Regions from separate parts of the Triticum aestivum genome. Here region 1 is linked to region 2. The links are chromatin contacts, called in public Hi-C maps. All regions are on one chromosome and are shown on one strand. The core of a region is the stretch at or near the end of the contact, and the rest is flanking DNA. Distances in the headings are between cores, read along the strand shown. Region 1 holds the start of LOC123045925 (auxin response factor 22). Region 2 overlaps LOC123045915 (protein ENHANCED DISEASE RESISTANCE 2-like).

Region 1 (6,817 bases), core at 282-2,781, 500 kb before region 2:
CCTCATGCCAGGGCACCAGTGGATCCTCATGGCGGCCTGCATCGCCGCGGCCTTGACAACAAACTCCGGCGTGCTAGCTCTCGGGTAGTAGACCACCTCAAATGGCTGGCTGTTGGCCGCGAGGGTGGCCGCCTCCACGACATCGGCGATCTTGACCTTCCCCCTGCCCTTGACGTAACCGGCGGGGCCACCATTCATCATCTTGTTCTCCTCGTCCTTGAGGAAGGCCGAGAACCCCCCGTACCCTGGCGCGTTCCAGCCGGATATGCACTCCATGCCCCCGCAGGTGACCCGCTTGGCCCGGCGTATCCCGACGCAGAGCTCCCCGTGCTCGGTGCGCAGGAAGACGATGGAGTCCCCCGCGACGAGCTTCTTCTGGTTCACGAAGGTGCTCCAGCCCGTGGTGAGCAAATGCCGGCGCGGCGTGCCCCGGTAGATGTGGCGGAACTTCCACACCTCCCCGTGCACGTCCTTGGCGAGCACCGTCTGCACCGGCGGGTCAGCCCTGTAGTCAAGCTTGGGGAAGATGGTCTCCGCGCAGTAGCGCGGCACCGAGAAGCCGCCGCCGTTGTTGGCGTCGGACTGCGTCAGCGTCTTGGCGAAGGAGGCCAGCTTCTCGCGCGCCTCCGCCGGGTCGCCCCCGAGCCCCTCCGGCTCCCGGAACCCCGCCTCGCCGGGGCCGACGGGCACCAGCCGGATCTTGGCGAACACCTCGTCCGTCTCCGGATCAGCCAGGAAGCGCACCCCTGCCACGCAGCAGAGCACGAGCGCGGGCAGCGGACGCGGCCCGACCGCCGCCGCGAGCTCGGCGGCCGCGCTGCCGCCGCCGCTGTTGGCGTGCTCGGCGTGCCCCTGCGGGAAGTAGTAGACGCGCGAGCGCGGCAGCGGCATCTGCACCATGCCGCCCGCGCAGGCGTGCCACAGCTGCGGGTCCAGGCACCTCTCCTCGCCCACCTCCTTCATCTCCACCCAAAACCACCGCCACGAAATGCGATCACTTCTTCCCGCACACCAAACCTGCCACCAAATTGCCCTCCATCAAATTCGCAAACCACCGCACAGCAAACCCAACTCCACACGCAATCAATCCATGGCGGGCACGGCCATCAAAAGAGCAAATCAACATCAAGAAAAGCAAGAAAGGCAAGCACCTGTTTGGCCCGCGCGCATGGCCTCCAATTGGCAGATCGCGAAAGCTCTGCGAGAGATGTGAACGCCCAGAGCCGGAATAAACAAAGCAAAGGAAAGGAAAAAAGGGAAATCTACATCAGGCGACGGCGCCTCCCCTGCCCTCCCCCGGCCCCTGCAACTCCATCCCAAGTTGAAGAACCGCCGCGCCGGTCAAAGCAAAGCAAAGCAGAATAAATATCCAATCCTTGGTGTCCGGAACCCAAAAGGCCCCGATTTTTTCCGTGTTCTTGAGAGAGGGAGGGAGGACGAGGAGGGAGGGAGCGCTGCGCTACAGCGGCACAGTGGTTTGGAATTATGGCGAGTTCTTTGGATGTCTTCCCGGCCATTAGATAGATAGAGAGATGGATAGATAGGGGAGAGCTTCGCTGCTGCAGTGGCCGGGCGCCCCAGTGGAGCCGCGGCCCCACCAGATCGCCTGCGCTGGCTCGCACAGCCAACAGCGACGCGCACCAACCGTAGATGACTGGTGGGGCCGGCGTGTCGGTGATAAAGGCTGTGGGGCCATGTGGCTGCCTTTTGTGCTGTCGGTGGGCCGCGGCCTTGATGGCCCGGACTAGGAAGTAGGGAGTGGCGACAAGAGCCGAGGGTTTTCGTGTTGTTTTTAGTGTTTCTGAATCTGAAAAGAGGGGGAAATGTTTTTAAAATCCAACAAAACAGCTAGATTATCTCAGATCTGAGCCCATTTATTTGGTCTCGCCGCTGTTGCGAAGCTCGCAGCGTTTTGTTGGTTGGGGTGGGTGGGACCCGGAAGAAAAGAAAACAAAAAAACAGTTTTGTCACGCGTGCGACGCGACGCGACGCGACGCGATGCATGTGTATATCCTCGTCTCGTCTGCTGCGAGGGAAGGCGACGACACATGGTAGTAATAAGCTGTCGAAATTTGGTTGTTTGGGAGAGAGGAGAGGACAAGAAAGCATTTGTGCGCCGCGGCCGTAAGTTGGTGTTGGCAGCGACTGATTGCATGATCCGGAAATGGGCGAATCTTGTGCCTTGTTCGTCTCAACTCCTGTGTCTTCCCTTTCCGGCCCGGGGGCGAACCCATCGCCGGGAATTCAGAGCCAGGGCAACCCACCCACGGAACACCGATTGGGACATGTCGCACCTCTCCCTCCTCTTTTGCGCCACTGCAGCTGGCCACGGGCCGCATCTGTATCTGCATCTGCATGGATCATACTGTACTAGTACTACCCCGTTTGCTATACTTTATTTATTTTTGACACCGAATTTGTGAACTGAAGGAAAAAAAATGTCCAAGTCTCGGGGTTTCGTGACGTGCCAACTCTTGGTGGAGAGTGCGCCGTGAAAACGCTGTCGTTCTTTTCTCTCGTCGCCGTTGGATCCAAGAAAAGAGAGCGGGAGGAGGAGGCGCCGTGCGCGGGGTTTGGGGCGATGGATGCCTCCGCGGCCCGAGGCCAGCCGTGCGTGCGCCACTGGCCGACCGCCCAAACAAAAGTCCTCCCCATGATCCCATCTCCATCTCGTAGCGGACGCGTAGTTCGTCTCTACTCCGGCCACGGCTTCGACCGAGGCGCCGCTCTCTCGATCGATCCCATCGATCGTGGCCTGCCAACGGCCCCTCCAGTGCTCCCGTCCTCCGCGCCACTTACAAAAAAGGGAATCGCGAGATTTGGCGAGCATTTGAATGTCACGTCGATTTTAAGGGACGGTTGGGATTTTGAGGTGAGGGGGCGCTGCGCTGGACCAGGACAGCGACCTTCCGCGAAGCACTGTTGAGCATTTTCCGTGATGTCTCTCCACGGGTACTGTTGACTATACGACATCCGCGCAGTTTTTGGTACTGCAATCAAACCACCGGATCAACCTCTGCAAAGCCGCGCCGGCCCTCCTTCACCTAACAAGTCTGGATCGTATAATAACTGGGCCATTTTTATCGATTTTTCAAGGCTGATGGAGCCACCGTAAATAGGAAAAACTCCGAATTTTTTTTTTATGAACTGGAAAGGACGAACTGTTTTTTTTTTTGCGGGGAAAGCGACGAACTTATCAAGGAGACTTTAGGCATGGCCAACACTACACGGTGGACAGATGCCCCAACGCTCCGCGTAGGTTTGGGCGGTCCTTGATTGCTGTTTGTGATGCTTACAGACTTACAGACTAAAGAAGGATCTTGTAGAGGAGGTCATCTCCTCCCTGACAAAAGTGTAACGAGTCAATGAAAGACAAGAGAAGGGAAGAGAAAATAGAGAGGATTAACGAAGTGTTGGGCTGAGATTTGGATAAAATAGGAGAGAAATATGAGAAGTAAAAAAGACCGGCCTGAGGATAGTGCTGCGTTGGGCATTGGATTTTGGGACAGTAGTTTCCATGCTATTTTTCTATGTGGTAATGATGAGGTAGTAGATAGGTAGTGCCATCATAGTTCATGCCCTTGTGGTGGTAGGCTAGTGTTCTTTTTTTTTCTTTCAAAAATGCTAAATATCTGTCGGATTTTTAGAGCTCGCAGCGAACGTGTTGGTTACCATCAGATGCCCTTCGCGAATCTTGGCACAAGATGCCTCGACACGTGAGTGGCCGCACCCATTAGATACAGCAGTGCCTCACGTGAGCGCTCCCTTAGACCCTTTCTGGTGGTCCACTATGTACGGGTGCTGAGCATGCCACATAGGCAAAAAATCTGATAATGAAAGAGGAGAGAGATGAGTATGTTAACCCCAGGAAGAACGACGCAGACCTATGCAAGACACTTAAATGAAAGAAGTTTGCCCTATGCATGAAAGAGTTTAGTTATTAAACAATTAAAGGAAAGAAGCTTAGCAACAACAAACTAAGCACCTATGCATTGAGGTCTTTAGTTGCTAAACTCTTTAAAGCACCTAGCACTCCATCCAAGCACATGTGCATTGGAAGAGGCTTTATCACCTCAACCAGGAGGAGTGACGGTGTCCTGGACTAGGGGGTACTAACCTAGTCGGCCCCTAGTCTCCGAGTCGGACTAATGGGCCCGCATTCTCATTAAGGAAGACTCCGGAAGTTGTACGCCTATATGAGATCAAGACCGTACCTTCCGAAGACTTGACGTGTACTCCAAGATATCCCCAGCCGCCTCCATGCGATCCTCAGGATACGGACCATGTAACCCTAGATACCCTACCTGGCATGTAGATAAGGCAAGGGGTTTAGCCTGTAGAGGGGACCGAATCACAATTACATTCACCCAGCCCTTGAGGTAGAACACAACTTATGATCTCGAGGTAGATCAACTCTGTACTTGATACATCCCCATCAATATAAAAAAGAGCATGACGTAGGGTTTTACCTCCATCAAGAGGGCCTGAACCTGGGTAAACATTGTCTCTCATGTTCCTGTTACCATTGATCCGATATCCACAGCTCGAGACCCCCTACCCTGAGGTCTGCCGGATTTCACACCGACACTGCTGCTTTCATTGAGAGTTCTACTATGAGATCAACAAAAAGATCGATCGCTCATCTGCAGATCAACTACGGCACCGGTCACGGAGACGTTTACGTCCCCGGCTAACTCTTTGTGTTTGGAAGCATGATCTTCTGCGTCGACTCGACAGGCCATCTGACCTCCATCGAGAACTATGCCCCAGGTCAAATCATGACCTTCGGAGGCCTGGAGTACACCGCGGACTCTCGCGGCGAGCTTGTCCTATCAGGCCGGACGCCGGACCGGGTTGAGGGTTTACCAAGCATCGGAGGCTCGACTTTGAAACCGATCTCCTTCGAGGACATCAGATCAGGCTCCCTGACACCACTGGAGGCGCCTAGCCTAGTGGTCCCAGGCGATCTCACCTTGAATACCGGCCCGGATGCTAGTCCGTTCCCCATCTCGGAAGCAACGTTGGATTTAGAACCTACCCGGGCGCAGGATCTGGAATTTCCCTCGGATCATCACCTCGCCGAAAACACGCGAAGTTATGCGTCGGGCGTACTTCGGGTTAGCCCCTCTTACAGCCAAGCCATTAACTGCAAAGATCTATTTCACCTGAACAGGATGCTTGACCGTATCCAGAGCACGTCAATCTCGAATGGCAAGACTTCAGTTTACAACGAGATTGGACTTAAAGCCGACGATCGGAAAATTTACATCCCACCCACGACCAACCTAGTCGCCACGGTCGATGACTTAATCGATGTGCTAGACTATGAGAAGGCCACGAACTTGGATGAAGATGTCGATGGCCCCACCAAAAACACTTCGTTGTTAGTAAATACCGGCAAGTGGGCCGCAACATCTACCTATGATGTATACATGGTCGACACTCCTAGAACCCCCCAGGCGTCGACGCAGATGCGGGCGGGGCACCAACGGGGAACCCAGCGGGAACAACACCATCGCCGATAACGGTGGCACGGCGGCAGATGGCTGATGACCTAGGGGAAGATCTTCAAACTTCCTCAGAATGTCACGACACCCCGGAAGGAATCCCCGAGGACCTAGACCCCGATGACCTCTTTGAAGGGGCCGTCGACAACTATATGCCCGAGTCCGAGGAAGACGAAAGCCTCAGCACCGAGGACTATATCGTTCCCGAAGACCCCTTTGAGCAAGAGCGCTTCCGGCGGCGCCTTGAAAGTGCGTTAAGTCGACTAGAGGGGGGGTGAATAGGCGATTTTTATGAATTCTTCACTGAGGAATTTCAGGGTGAGGAAATTCCTAAGCGAAGAACTACTTGCAGCGGAATAAGTACTCAGGTGCAAACATAACAGAGTAGTAGCATAGTCATCATGAAGAAATGAAAGCAAGCGCAGAGTACAGAAAGCGTAAACACAGGATATGCAGGCTGAAGATAAACTGACTGAAGAAATTGAACTGAGGAAATTGAGAAAGTCTTCAGTCAAAGTCTTCAAACAGATATGAACAGGTACACATCACAGTAATGAGAAAATGGAAGGGTTGAGGAAATAGAACGAGTTAGCTCGGTGAAGACAATGATTTGGTAGACCAGTTCCAACTGCTGTGACAGTCGTACGTCTGGTTGGACCGGCTAGGTATTTAAACCTGAGGACACACAGTCCCGGACACAGAGTCCTTGCCGTATTCTCCTTGAACTAAGGTCACACATACCTCGTCCAATCACTCGTGGTAAGTTTTCAGGTGACTTCCAAACCTTCACAGACTCGGTCACTCGACGATCCACAATTTCCTCTTGGATGCTCTAGACCATGACGCCTAACCGTCTGGAGGATGCACAGTCCTCAAAGGTAACAATCGTCAGTTCCACACATGAACAATCTCTTCAGTGATGCTTAATCACTTTGGGTTTGTAGGTGTTTGGTTTGGGGTTTTGGTTTTTCCTCACTTGATGATTTCCGCTCAAAGTCCTCGAAGGATGGGATGCTCTCAATGACAAGTGTCAGTTTCTCGCGGAGCAGCCAACCAGCTAGTGGTTGTAGGGGCGCGACTATTTGTAGCCTAGGGAGCAGCCCAACATGATAAGACATAAATGCCCTTCAATGATATGACCGTTAGGTGACTAGATATTTTGGGACAGCTGGCGCATAGCACAGCAACGGTCGGAAATTTGAGGTTCAAATTCCTCAGGGCTATCATGTTCCTCACTCGTAGGCAATCCGCACTGGCGAATTCCTAACTCCTCAATCAGAACAAATTCCTCAGAGAGCAGAAGAACTTCG
Region 2 (6,502 bases), core at 3,575-6,074:
AGGTCAAATAGTGAGTCAATGCACATGCATAAAAAATTACCCAGAAGATGAAATACAATTTTTGAGACGCCATCATTTTGGGATATGAAGTCGACTTGGATGAGTTTGGACCTCATGGGACTATCATTTATTTATCTTGCAAAGTACAAGTAAACCATCTAAAGAGTTAGTTTCTGCAGTTTTTTTTTTCTTTTTTAAAATTTACATGGGTGGGCATTCCAACCCATGTTAGGACATATCCAACATTGACCCGCAAATTTACTCTCGCATCCGTTCGCTGATGGGAGGACCAATCCATGGACACGATGCGAGAGCCGACCATCCAACACTACAAACATACAATTCAAAAACTTTTTAAACAAACCGAACGAAATTCATCACATTTCGGACATATTTTAACTAAAAACTATACCGAACTGAGGTAAAACTAGTCTACGGCCGCCATCGGCAGATATCCACTCCCACGACACGGATACCCTTGACTAGTCTACGGCCAGCCTCGGAGGATCTCCATTGTCTTTCCCATGTCCGGCAACCCACTCATCGGACTCCCGTGAGCCCCTAAGGTATATGCTTCAGCGCAAAGAGCCTCTGCTTCCCCATGTTCAGCTGCGTCGCTCATCGGAGTGGCACCGCCGGGATATGTTTTAGCCGGAGGGGAAGCGTGCCCTCCGCTTCGGGTAAGCATAGACCAAGTTGGTTTTCAGGGTGAAGGATGACGGTGGCCTGTGAACCGAGCAAGAAACTGAGTGTATACGTCGGCGTCGCCTCGACGATTGCCTTCATGGGACCCAAGCAACGGAGGCCTCCCATGTTCTACTTCTCCTCGATAATGGTGGCGGGCACATATGTGATGGCCGCCACCTCATCGATCTTCGTGAAATCGGCTTCTTTCTCTGCCGTCAGGGAAAGGTTCCTAGAACGTTGACGGCAAGTGGTGCGGTCACAGGCATGGGAGGAGCGATACGACACAATGTCGTCCACTGCAGCCACGATGCGTGTGCTGCTGTGCTCCCTCTCGTGTCGGCCTAGAGTAACTCGCCACTCCACGACGAGCTAGCTTGGAGCGACGAGTTGTTGAACCACGTGTCGGCTTGGAGCTTCCACCTCTACGAGCTGGCCTACAACCGCCTGGAGCATCGAGGGAGGTGGGGCAGAGAGTTGTCTGGCTCGTATCCGGCGAGCTCAATGGGCCACCCAGCCGGCTTTTATGCCAGAGAACTCCTCTCCTGCTCGGCGGATGTCATGGAGATTGTGAAGAAAATGGTGCAAGAAGAATATGGGAGCGGAGGTGTGGTACAATTTTTGCCCGGCGTCTGGCATTGTTTAAATAGCGGTGCCCGGAGCCAACAGGCGTTGTGTTTAATGACGGATGGCTTGCGAATAGACCTGTGACTAGAGTAGGTTTCTCGATATACACGCGGATTTAATGGATTGTGATTTAAGGGCTAAAGAGGCATTCTCATAAAACTGTGAAATCTAAATGGACATACTCATGGTAATTAGTCCTTCTAGTAAAAAAACATTACACTCTAGATGTAGTTTTGGTCAAACATTTAATAGTAGCTTGAACACAGATGTATTTTAAAAATTCGATTTCATATATGAAAAAATCATATGCACAGATTTGTCTTTATATAATATTGTAGAAAAAAAAGTAATACTAGTCAAATTTACATTTAGGAGACCGCATCAATATCTATAACACCACCTTTTGATGGCTGAAGAGACTGCAGTGTGTTGTTTGTCAATTTCTGTTCGTGAAGGGATTATGTTATCATTACAGTACCATCTTCTCTGTTCTTCGCGCAGATCTTCCTGCGGAACTGATGGTTCCTTGGGATCATCATCTTCTTTGCTGTAGTCATGACACAGTTTCTGCGAGTGTTGGGATTTGTAATCTTGACCGGACAGCTTGGTATGGCTTGTGTCTCTCTCCTTTGTCTAGCCAGAGTTGGGATTATATTCCTGCCCTCCTTTATGTCGGCTTCTCTAGGACGACGATCCATGCAACTCTCGGTTGTTGGTGACTTCTGATCTACAACAATGACTTCTCGTCCTCTATTTCTACAAGCTCCTGAATTTAAACAAGATTACTCAGATAAGATGGATGACCAAAGGCGGCAATGTGCTTTGCTTGCGTCGTGTCGTCGATGGATATAGAAGGAAGATGATGCTAATTTCTTCATGAACTTGCCTGTAATTTCTTATTCATGTATAAGAAAGTTTCAATAAGAGTCGGTTATATTTAATATATGGCCTTGGCCTTTTGGTTAGAAAAAAAATTCCAAAGCACTTAAATTCACCCACACCCACATAGCTAGCCACCCTCCCCGCTTGACTTCCTCGTTTCTCTAATCATTATAATTTGTCTCCCCATGCATATGGTTTTGTAGTTTTTTTGCGAGAAAACTTTCAATCTATTTATCTTCAATCATGGCAGTATAACAAACACTAAAAAAATAATAAAAATTACGTCTAGATCTGTAGACCATCTAGCAACGACTACAAGCACTGAAGCGAGCCGAAGGCGCACCGCCGTCATTGCTCCTCCCTCGCCGGAGCCGGGCCGGGCAAAACTTGTTGTAGTAGATAGTCGGGAAATCATCGTGCTAAGGCCGCATAGGACCAGTGTGGCAGAACAACAACCGCCGGTGATGAAGAGTAGCGTAGATCGGAAAGATCCAGCCTGATTACACATGAACGTAGACGAACTACGATCATATCCGAGCAAATCCATCAAGGATAGATCCGCCCGAGACACATCTCCACACGCCCACTGATGATGCTAGACACACCATCGGGACGGGGGCTAGTCAGGGAGAACCTTATTCCATCTTCAGGGAGCCGCCGCCGTCTAGTCTTCCTGAGCAATACACAAACCCTAACAAAACGTAAAGAAACAACTGAAAGCAAAGCCCTCCCGCCGGCAAGGGTCGAGATCCACTGCGCCTCCATGACCCTAAGGCCACCGAAGACGAGGCGGACCGTCGGCGACGCCGACAGGTGGTAGGGGAATCCTACACTTTTATTGATGACGAGGCAGCCCATTTGGGCAACGAGGCGGTCCTTGGTTTTGTACTACCTCTATCTTGGTTTATTGGTCTTCTTCATATTTTGTGTCAAAATTTAATCATAGATTTAAGTGACAAAATGTTGATGCATGTCATGAGAAGTTGTATCATTGGATTTGTATTTGAACATAGTTTCAAATGATACTATTTTTTGTGACATGCATTAACATTTTGCTAATTAAATCCATGATCAAAATTTGGTACAAATTACTAAAGGGGCCAATAAACCAGGACGTGGGTAGTAGTTTTTATTGCGTTAAGTCTCATGAACTGTGATTTAAGGGCTAAGGAGGCATTTTCATAAAACAGTGAATCGAAATGGACATACTCATGGTAATTCGTCCTAGTAAAAGAATTACACTCTAGATGTAGTTTCGGTCAAACATTTAATAGCTTGAACACATATGTATTTATAAAAAAATGATTTGATATATGAAATCATATGTACAGATTTTTTTTTATATAATGTGTCATAATACAACAATTTTTGTAAGTTTTATTTATATTGTAGAAAAAAAGTAACACTAGTCAAATTTACATTTAGGAGACCGCATCAATATCTACAACAGCACCTTTTGATGGCCGGAGAGAGTGCAGTGTGTTGTTTGTCAATTTCTATCCATGGAGGGATTATGTTATCAGACTAGTCATAGTGGGAGTAACTTAGGTAGTAACATAGCGCACTTTAAGAAAATTTTGCTTATGAGACATGTAGTTAATGAGGAAAGAGATGTTTAGAGTAACATAATATGTTACTGTAACATAGCGTTTTCCGAGAAATGATGAGTCTACAAGCTAATAAATAAAGTCATATATGACACTAGTAATATGTTACTTTGCACTATAGAGATAGTAACTTAGACTAGTGTCATGCATATGGCACTAGTCTAAGTTACTCCCCACTATGACCAGCCTCATTACAGCAGTATCATTTTCTCTGTTCTTCGCGCAGATCTTCCTGCGGAATTGATGGTTCCTTGGGATCATCATCTTCTTTACTGTAGTCAGTACTCTGACACAGTTTCTACGAGCGTTGGGATTTGTAATCTTGACCGAACAGCTTGGTGTTGTTCAACGGGCCAATTAATCCTGAGCAATGACATCGATGTGCGCAAAACTCCCCTGTATCGTGCAATATGGATGAGTTCAAGTAATGGATGAGTTCAAGTAACAGTGATGTCACGCAGTTCATCGGTTAGTGTAATTCTGAACAAAACCTAGGGAAGATCGCTCTCGAAATTGGCATCTCAATTTCAGGGTTCGCCACAGATCTTCAAGTGGAGCTTACCATATGATAAATTAACATAAAGAGATATGCATGTGTTTTTAACAACAAGGGATATATATATTCATTTTTTTCTCTTTATTAGACGTCAAAAAAAGTTTGTTTTCTTTATATACGACAGAGTGCGTGTCGTGCAAACTGTGACCACATGCCCGGCGACAAGCAAATGCGGCGGTGCAACGGCGAGCAGATCCAGAGGCGTCGAATTCAGTTCAGCCTCGCGTCTCTCGCCCCGCGTCCACGTGACCAGCTGACCCCCAGCACGGAGCCGTGCCTGGCGCGACCGACCCGACCCGATCGCCGCCGCCGCCGGCGACGCGCCATGCGCCATAGGGATCAGCACAGGTCAATGGCATTAACAATCCTGTCCAGGATCTCAAAGAGAAAAGAACAACCCTGTCCACGCTCCACCACGCTTACGTACGTGCACGGTGCACTTGCGTTGCGTCCACGCGTCTACTTTAATCTCTCTCTCTCTCTCTCTCTCTTGCGCGACACAGAAGTAGCAAGCAAGCAAGCGACGCGCCATCCTCTGCTCGGAAAGCGCAGGCTCGAGGCGGGCGAAGGAAGAGGACGTTCACCTGTCACGTCCACTGCTGCTACAGCCGCAGCGTCAGCGATGCAGCGTTTGGCCTGCACGGTTAGGAAAACAAGAAAAGCTGAGCTAGCTGGCGCCGCACAGTGACCCCTGATTCCTGATCACGATGTAGCTGCTGCTCCTGCGAACTGGTTGCTACGACGACACCCATCATTTTCACACCCCACTGCTGTCCTGTCCTTTCTCAATCTCTGGTCAGTACGCAAGAGATGCCAGCTCCACTACCTACACCTGCTCGTTCCTTCCGGCTCAAGTGATGATAACAGAAAAGCGAAGCGTGTGGTCCTCGACCTCGAGTGAGTGACCAACTGTACCATGATACGGGAATTCCCGATGATTATCACTGCCTCGTTGGTGTTGGGCTTGGGTCGAGTCCCTTTCGATTCGGTACGAGTGTCTGTCTGGAGGGACAGTCCTCGGATAGAATGAATCATGGCAGTGTAATCACTCTCAGGTGAAGGGTCAACGTCCAGTTAATGGGTTGCTTTGGTGGTGTTGGATCTGAACATCTGACGATCTCTGATCCGATCCCAGATTAGATTCCAAATGAACGACACGAGGTCAGGGTTAGAATACACTTTCCTTTTGTCTCAATTTTTACATGATGAATGAAATGACGAGTTGTCGGCCAAAGAATGGGAGCAAGGCTTTGCATCACACGAGTAGTAGACTGCCATCATCAATCAATCAATACACCGCAACACCTCCTATTTGCAGGAGGAGAAATGAATGTACACTGCTGCGGCAAATACCCCACACTTTTGTGGGCGGCAAGGCAGACAAATGAGTGTATGGCGGGTGGACACGGGGAGTAGCTTGAGCCTTTTCGGCTTTGATGTGCTGTACTCAGGCTTCGAAAGAGAATTGGGATCAACCTGACGCCTCCTTGACCTTGAGAGGTCAGGTCAGCATTCGTCTAGCGATACAGCTTTGGAGGCGTCCAGATAATTCAGTCGGCAGGTGCCTAGGAGGAACTCCGGGAGCTCTTCCTGCGTGTTGCCCTGCATGAGGCAAGGAAAAAACCATGCTTGCTCATCACATCTGTTCTCGATCTTGAGTAGAACAAGAGCATATGTAACAATTTGGTAAAGTTATCCGACGGCGATTACCTGTACCAAGAAGGCCATCTCAATCACCAGGTTGTTCAAGTACCCGAGCACAAGGCTCACCACACCTCGTGCCACTGTTGACGAGCCTATATCAACTCCAAGCTGAAAAGGTTGCATTTCAAAATGTTGAGAACCTGAATATCGCAATTGTACGTACTGGCACTAAACATACTCTCATTAGATCATAATAAGCTATAATGTTAGGAGATAAACCTAAGCCAATTAGTGTTTGGTGACTGCAATGGACCGTTCGACCTATCTTATGGTTAATGAAGACTCATAAACCAAATTAACAGTTAGCGGAAGCCATAATGGTCCAGTCAGATTTTGGTCCATGGAGAACATGAACTAAAAAAGGTAAACGATAAATAATATTGACAAAGTAAAGCAATCCTTACTACTCCCTCCGTTCCTAAATACAAGTCTTTGTAGAGAT

Evidence for each region. A called contact is a pair of places that touch in the nucleus more often than the background predicts.
Region 1: a contact with region 2 is called in a Hi-C map of leaf, with 6 times the contacts expected there. The contact joins the promoter of LOC123045925 here to the enhancer-like site in region 2. A contact is called at or near these places in 3 of 5 Hi-C or Micro-C datasets (all in leaf) and 1 of 1 datasets of contacts at active chromatin or transcription factors (leaf).

What each region holds. Positions count from the first base shown.
Region 1 is chr1A:279,923,066-279,929,882 of IWGSC CS RefSeq v2.1, reverse strand. LOC123045925 (auxin response factor 22) reads right to left here and starts at 1,531. Exons shown (of 6, transcript XR_006421769.1): 1 at 1,152-1,531; 2 at 1-1,017.
Region 2 is chr1A:279,429,138-279,435,639 of IWGSC CS RefSeq v2.1, reverse strand. It overlaps LOC123045915 (protein ENHANCED DISEASE RESISTANCE 2-like), which reads right to left. Exons shown (of 22, transcript XM_044469164.1): 21 at 6,067-6,168; 22 at 5,476-5,958. The coding sequence ends at 5,863. Among protein-coding and RNA genes, the nearest start is that of LOC123045915, 14 kb to the right of the region's middle. Within about 2 kb of position 4,824, at least 7 of the 8 cell types and tissues checked have an H3K27ac peak or open chromatin away from gene starts, as enhancers often do. A contact at or near this core is called in leaf, where this site is marked.